3 separate regions of the Gossypium hirsutum genome follow, and all the other regions are linked to region 3. The links are chromatin contacts, called in public Hi-C maps. All regions are on one chromosome and are shown on one strand. Each heading gives the region's core, a stretch centred on a gene start, on an enhancer-like site or on the middle of the called end of the contact. The rest is flanking DNA. Distances are from core to core; before and after follow the strand shown.

The links. A called contact is a pair of places that touch in the nucleus more often than the background predicts.
Region 1: a Hi-C map of leaf shows a contact between it and region 3, with 2.3 times the contacts expected there. The contact joins the promoter of LOC107949804 here to the promoter of LOC107949815 in region 3. A contact is called at or near these places in 2 of 34 Hi-C or Micro-C datasets (callus and leaf).
Region 2: a Hi-C map of leaf shows a contact between it and region 3, with 2.4 times the contacts expected there. The contact joins the promoter of LOC107949806 here to the promoter of LOC107949815 in region 3. A contact is called at or near these places in 3 of 34 Hi-C or Micro-C datasets (all in leaf).

What each region holds. Positions count from the first base shown.
Region 1 is chrD03:38,665,856-38,668,555 of Gossypium_hirsutum_v2.1, reverse strand. LOC107949804 reads right to left here and starts at 1,263. Exons shown (of 4, transcript XM_016884569.2): 1 at 906-1,263.
Region 2 is chrD03:38,598,806-38,601,505 of Gossypium_hirsutum_v2.1, reverse strand. It overlaps LOC107949806 (40S ribosomal protein S2-2), which reads right to left and starts at 1,272. Exons shown (of 2, transcript XM_016884571.2): 1 at 403-1,272. The coding sequence starts at 1,053. The region is part of intron 1 of LOC121215480 (a long non-coding RNA gene); the gene reads left to right.
Region 3 is chrD03:38,442,113-38,444,812 of Gossypium_hirsutum_v2.1, reverse strand. It overlaps LOC107949815 (probable xyloglucan 6-xylosyltransferase 5), which reads left to right and starts at 1,411. Exons shown (of 1, transcript XM_016884581.2): 1 at 1,411-2,700. The coding sequence starts at 1,732.

The sequences.
Region 1 (2,700 bases), core at 14-2,513, 220 kb before region 3:
TTTTTTCAGGTCTTCCAAGCAAATTTAGGAGCATAAAAGAAAAAAAAAATATTGAAACAAACAAGATCTACAAATATATCCATATATACGCGCGCGCGTGTGTGTGTGTGCGCTCCTCTAAGCTTTATACAATAGAACATCCAGCAGGCAGCAACATTGCAATTTAATTTGTATTATATATCAAAGCCATTATTCTACTATTCTGCTAATTAACTGTTGATAAGAACACAAAAAGTTTACAATCTTCCTAAAGCACTAAAACACCATCTAATACTACAAGAAACTAAGAATAAGTATATATATATATATAAATGTATATGCATCTATATCTATACATATGAGTTAAACAAATATCAGGTTTCATATGAATAATTATATTAAGCTTTAATTAAGTCATAAACTAGTAAAGAAAATGTTAATGATTATTGATCAATAAAAATATGGAACAAAAGGAGATAAATTGATATTTATTGAAGTTCTGCCACATATCAATAAAACCACAAAAAAATCAACTTAAAAAAAAAACATGGTAGCATTAGATACCCTTCAATCCATTAATAGAACAATTCAAGAGAAAGTAAAAGAAAGAAAAAACTATGAAATCTGAAGGAAATTTTATTAAACATCAACCAAAATGCCAAAAACAACAACATTATGCTTATAATCCATATCTTCCACATTTATAAATACCCAATCGAAATAATAAAATTTAAATCCTAAAAGGAAAAAAACAAAATTAAATTAAAAACCCATTTGGATATATCTTCAGTGTCTAAGCATTAAAAAGACTATCCAAATATAAGCAGCTAAAAATTTATTGAAGAACTCCACAAAAGTAGAAAGAAGAAGAAGAAGAAGAAAGGAACCCAGTAAAGGCATTAAAAGAGTGGTCTTTTTAATCATACCTTAAAAATAAAGATAAAAACAACTTTTTCTGAGCTCATTGACTTAGTTTTTTTCTGCAAAGTAGGAGGAAAACTATGTATGGGTATCCCTTGTAAAAGGCTTCGGAAATGGATCAGAAACAGAAAGGAGGAGAAAAAATGAAGTGTGGGTATTTCTGATACTCCATGAAAAAAGTAGATAAAAAATGGGGGGGGTTTGGATCTGCTGGCTGCATTTTTTCTAGGAAGATTTTGAAAGAGAAGAAATATTAAAAGAAGGCAGAAAGAAACAAATGAAAATCAAAAAGAAAATTACATGAGAAAACATGAAAGAAAAAGAATATTTATATATACATACATACATTTCCCTTTTTCTCTCTCTTCAGGTTTTTGGATTTTTTCTTTCTTTCTTTTTTTAAGTTCCAGAAAATGTTGGCATGGTTTTATTTTTACTTTTTTTAGGTCAAATTTGCAATTAGTCACTTTAGTACCCACATATTGTAGATTTAATCCTTGATTTGGTAGTTTTAATCTTTTACTTATTCGAATTCTAAATTTTTAATTTTTATTCGAGCCGTAACAGTTACATTTGTATATGTGTAATGATATATGGGGTTTTTTTTTTATTTCCACATAAAATCCACTTAAAATCTGACATTTTAGGTAATGAATTTATTAATAACCGTTTAATTCAGAATTAAAAATTTAAAATTAAAAAAATATAGAAATTGAAGGGTAGGGACTAAAATATATAACTTAGAGATAATAGCTGAATTGGATCTAGTAAGAAGTTAAAGTATAAACACTATATTATTAATAAACGACTATATAATTGGCAAGTAGTGAGTTTATTGCAATTTTAATTTGTATAAAACTTTTAAGTTGAGCCTCCCAACCATTTATATTTTTACGATTAAAACACCACCTAAAATCTCATTTCCTTTGTTTTCTTAAGCAATATATTTAACTATAAAAATTAAATTTAAGAAAATTGTGGGTTTTTTTAAGACATATAGATTATGAAATTTAAGTTGTCAACATATGAATTGAGTTTTTCTTAAAATATATTCCTTAAAAATCATAAAGTGATTGTATTTATATGATTAATAATAAATTCGATGTCTTTTTTTAATGTTTAAATATTATATTTTAAGTGATTGATTTATATGAAAGGTGCAAATCTAAAGTCTATATTTAATATTTAAAAATATATATTTTATTTTTAAAATGAGTATTTTAAATTTTTTTTCTAAATGTATATTTAAAATACTAGTTAAAATCATTTAAATTTTTGGAGTTAAAGAAAATTAATTGGAGAAAAAGACAAGAGGAGAACCAACTATGGTTTTTCCAAATTTTGGCCCAAAGTATATCTTATCTATTATGCCATTGGTCAGCAGTGGGACCCCCATTTCAATTTTAAAGTGAAAAGCATGTAATTTCAGATTTTTCTTAACTCCTAAAATAACCCCTCATTTTTTATTTTTGTTACACTTAAGGACATGTCTTTTGGGATTATGAGGAATAAATTAGTATAAAATTAAACAAATATATTTATTAAAAATTCGGTTCATACTTTAGTTGCAATAATAAAATTAATATAGGGTGTTTTAAGTTTAAATTTTAGTATGATTATTATATAGAAAAGGACAAAAAATTTCATCATAAAAATATAATGTAATTTGTCTATGTGAGGATAATTTAGTAATTTCACAATTAAGTTGATGCACGATTGACCCCTGACACCAACTCAATAAAAGACTTAATATGAGTAAAGATATATTTGTTAAAATATGCTCCAAGCCCCTTTATTTTT
Region 2 (2,700 bases), core at 23-2,522, 160 kb before region 3:
AGAGTTTATTATCATGTTTATACATCTTAAGGTTATTTAATATATATGCATACACGCACACATAGAAAAACACATTCATATTCACCATAGACAACACAAATCCCAAAACATGCTAGGATATACAAAGCATCGGCGACCACCTAACCTAAATCACAAATTTAAATTCAATTAACTAACATTATACTTATTAAAATAGATCTATATATGTTTCATATAAATCAAGCAAACAATAATATCTCATCGTATGAAAGAAGAAACAGTAGGCAACAAAACAAAAGTTAATGAATAGAAACTGGAACATTAAGCAACCCATATTCAAACAGATCTAGATAAACCCATAAACAGTCTTAAATTACGAAAATATCAAATCAAATAAAAAATATTCGGAGAAAAAGTTGATACCTTGACAAAGTTTCCAAGAGTTTTGGTTGAACCCCTTGAAGAAGTGAAGACATCTTCAATCCCAGCAAACTGAAGCACCTTTTTGGGAACCCTAGCAGCCACAATACCAGCACCTCTAGGAGCCGGCACCATCCTAACGGTGACGGACCCACATTTCCCGGTAACCTTGCATGGCACAGTATGAGGTTTTCCGATCTTATTTCCCCAGTAACCTCTTCTAACCGGTATCACTGACAACTTAGCCAATATGATTGCCCCTCTTATAGCCGTCGCAACTTCCTTGCTACATTTGACACCGAGTCCAACGTGTCCATTTCCGTCACCGACGACGACAAAGGCCTTGAACCGCGTACGCTGACCGGCGCGAGTTTGTTTCTGAACTGGAGTGATCTTCATGACCTCGTCTTTCAGTGAAGGGCCGACGAGTTGGTCGATGATTTGGTACTCCTTGATCGGGAGAGAATGGAGGTAGATTTGCTCAAGGGATGTGATCTTGCCGGCTTTGACTAAGCGGCCAAGTTTCGTGACGGGTACCCATTTTTCCTCTTCGTCCTTGCGGCCGCGGCGCCTGCCTCTTGGACCACGGTCACCTCTACCACCACCAAAGCCACGCCTGAAAGCGCCGCGTTCACCTCCGCCTCTTTCTGCCATTTTTTTTCCTTTTGCCTTTGGTTAGGGTTTGAGACAAATGGAAGCGGCTAGGGTTAGGATTTTATAGGCAGAGAGTGAGCAAGTTAGGGTTTTGATTTTTTGGGCTAACAAAAAGTTTATGGGCTATGGGCTTCCGTTGTATTTGTCGAGCTCAAAAAAAAAACATTTATAAAAGTTTATGAAAATAAAATTTAGAAACAATATATAAGAGATAATTTTAAAAAACCAATGAAATTTGTTCAATATAACCTTTTTTTCAAAACCAATTAAAACCGATCCATAAAAAATAAAAGCAGTTCATATTAACAATTTTATATAGTTGGTTTAATTGTATCATCTTTCTTACAAAATTAAAAAATTTAGAGGTTTAAGTTTCATTAATTACAAAAAATGGACAATAAAAATATAAAAACCTAGTTTTTATTCGTTTTTGTTATAAAATAAAGAGAGTAAATAACAAAACCAAATTTGGGGAACAAAAGAGAACCTAATTTATTCATTAATGGGAATGTTTATAATGTTTCCCTGAAGTCTATATTTATATACATAAAAAGTATAAATGAAATAAAACTCTACTTTTAATTATTGCTAGAACCCTAAAGTATATCAAACTTATCTTAATTGCTTTATTAAAACCTTACTAAAGTAAAAGCCCTACGGGAAAAAAAAGTTCTAGTGAAAGAAAAAATATTTATAATATATATAACATACGGACTCGTTAAAAACTTTACCGAGAAAATTCAATGGGACAAACCCAATGATGATATGAATATTTATCAAACAACATTTATTAAATACATATCTATGTATTTAATCTTGAATACTAACATTTTAATGATCACTTGAATGGTGTGGTGTTTGATAAATGTTTATATCATTGTTCTTCTAAATGTCATGAGTGAGGAAGAATTTTAGGAAAACATATTTTGATTTCTTTAGGAGTTCCAATAATAATAATAGCAAAACTTGATCATGATATTTAAAAATATATATTGGTAATTTGAATCCTTTTATAATCTTTCTTCAAGTATTATTCGCTAAGTCGAATTTACCCCATATGTTCAAATCATTTCAATGCATATAAATGTTTACACAAACATATTGAATAATTTCTTGGGAATTTTTATATGCTTCTAACATTCTAAATCCTTCAAGGATTTCAAACTTCACTATATAGTAATTCATATAAAGATTGTAACAACAATTATAAGACGTATGTCAAATCTTTCATAAACTGCTAAAGTAATAAAATATCTAAAAGTTATTGCATCCACCATAAAAGAATATTATACGTTTCATACTCAATGCTAGGACTTAGCGAAAATTTTCGTTTTTCTTATTTTGTTTTCACAAAACTACGCATTCATACCTCACTAGTTTTATACTTTTAGACATTTGGACTACTAGTTCAAAAACTTTATGAATTTAATTTTACTTGAATTGCTTCTTTTCATTCTAGCCAATTTATTTCATGTCTATATTTATTGACAAATTTATTAAAGATTCTCATTTTCTTTCATTATTTCAATAATTATACTGCATGCAAAATTGTTGTTGACAACTTTCTATTCTCATAGTTCCATATTTTCTCATATTGACATGACTTATCGAGATCTCTTTATTTTCACTATTATCATCTTCAATTTT
Region 3 (2,700 bases), core at 162-2,661:
ATCCGGGTAAAATTCAAAAAGATAAAGCCTTATGTGCCATCAATGGGGCTGCTGAATTCTTTGCAGTCGATTCCCTCCAGCAGTCGATTCCCTCCAAGAATTGCGGGAGCTGGGACAATAATTAGAGACCACAATGGTTCTTGGATTATTGGTTCTCACTGTCATATTCCGTTTGCGACCAACATTGAAACTGAACCCCTGCTAGGAGATTGGATCTTAGACATTTGGACATTGAAGTTGATGCTACTCTTATTATTCATTTTATGTCTAATAATTCTTTCTTTAATCCTATTTTATTTCCTTTAATTGACAAATGTCAGATGGTCCTCTATTATGACTTCTAGGAGCTTTATGGAGAACGAAAGAGATGTGTTGATCCCCTGAGCAACTTGCGATCCACTTCTCTGTCGGATTGTAATTTTGGGTGAAGTGCAGCACATGAACGTTATCTGTTTTGCAGATGACACATGGCACGTGAAACTGGGTTCGAAGGCCGGCTCCTTCTTGTCCAATCTAATAAATCACACAAAAGTAATAAATATTCTTTATCCAAAAAAAAGTGCATATTTAATTATTTCGATCGTATTTACCTTGATATAATTTATTTAAAAAATAATAAACACCATTAGATTTATTTATTCCTCCAAGTGAGACCTGTCCATGTACGTGCAGTCCACGCTCTTTTACTTGCGTCGGTTGTTGGCATGAGCTGTTAACTAATTTTAGTGAATTTACCACTTTTTGGTTTTGCGTTGGGGACAAGTTGGATCCCGGAAATCAACGCGTTGGAGCTAGCTGTGTTGCGCAAATTTAGTCCATGGAGATGGAGGCGCCCGCCGACACTGCCCCGCTGCTTCATTTTTCGCACCTAACTTCAGTAACAGTAAATGCTTTTGGATTTGGTTAATCTAAATCACATTAAATGGAGCCGTAAACTATAATTGAATATGTATTTTTTTAAAAATTACTATCAATATAAAATATATTAAAAGTTGTCTCATGAAATTGCACTTCCAATTTTATAGAATTGGGCGCTCTCTCCTTACTACCATGTGACAAATCATTTTTTCTTCATAAACGTATTTATAAAATTTTATAATATAAAAAAGTTAATACATGCATTTAAAAATAGTTTTATATTTCGGTACTCAAAGTTAATTATATTAATTTATTAATGTTTAATTTAGTTTTTAGGATTGACTTGATGAATAAATAAATTAAAAATTATTTATGAATTTATTTAATTTTTAGATTTAACCTGTTAAATACTTTGGATTTTTTAGGTTGAATTATGAAAATTAATTGTTAATGTATTGACTAAACCTAGTAATGATGCAGTAAATAATGTATTACAAGTGATTTTTAAAATAATAAGTAAAATGATATCTATGAATATAATTAAACAAATAAAACAATGAGAAAAGACAGTCAAGTGTTAGGACATTAACATGTTTTCTCCGATCTCACTTTCCATCCCTCTTCGTCTCCTTCAATTCAATTCTTTAGTTTAAAATTCTCACTCATCTCTCTCTCTCTCTCCACTTTAAAATCTCAAAAAATCCAAAAACAAACGAAGATATAGGAGTATCCCGGTTTCAGTGCAAACGCCATTGATGAGAGCTTAGCTTGTAGAGAAAGAGATTCAGTTCGAGAGATTTATGTTTGTAGAAAAACGACGCTTGGGATTTCTTTCCTTGCTCTGTTTTTACTTATTTTGAGGGTCTAACCTTTATGGGTCAAGACAGTTTCACTCCCCAAAAGAGATCTTCCACCGGCGGTGGCTTACCCACGACCAACAACGCCGCTGCTGGTGGCGGAAGATCCCGTGTATTAGCCGGAATGCCGCGTGGGAGGCAGATCCACAAGACCTTCAACAACATTAAAATCACGATCCTCTGCGGCTTCGTTACCATACTTGTTCTACGGGGTACAATCGGCGTTGGCAATTTGGGAAGCTCCGAAGCCGATGCTGTTAACCAAAACCTAATCGAAGAAACGAGCCGGATCCTAGCTGAGATCCGCTCCGACTCCGACCCTACCGATCCGGACGAACCTCCTGAAACCGAGATCAATCCCAATACTACCTACACGCTCGGACCCAAAATCTCGGACTGGGACCAGCAACGTAAGGTTTGGCTTTCAGAAAACCCCGAATTCCCTAATTTTGTTAATGGCAAAGCTCGGATCTTACTTGTTACTGGGTCGCCCCCAAACCCTTGTGATAATGCTATAGGAGATCATTATTTGTTGAAAGCGATAAAGAATAAGATCGATTATTGTAGGCTTCATGGGGTTGAAATTGTTTATAATATGGCTCATTTAGATAAGGAGTTGGCTGGGTATTGGGCGAAATTGCCATTAATTAGGAGATTAATGTTGTCTCATCCTGAAGTTGAGTGGATTTGGTGGATGGATAGTGATGCTTTTTTTACAGATATGGTGTTTGAGATTCCTTTGTCCAAGTATGATAAGTATAATTTGGTTGTTCATGGTTACCCCGATTTAATGTTCGAGCAGAAGTCGTGGATTGCTTTGAATACGGGGAGTTTCCTGTTTAGGAACTGCCAGTGGTCGTTGGATTTGCTTGACGCGTGGGCGCCAATGGGACCTAAGGGTTCTATTCGTGAGGAAGCCGGGAAGGTTTTGACTGCTAACTTGAAAGGAAGGCCGGCGTTTGAAGCCGATGACCAGTCAGCTTTG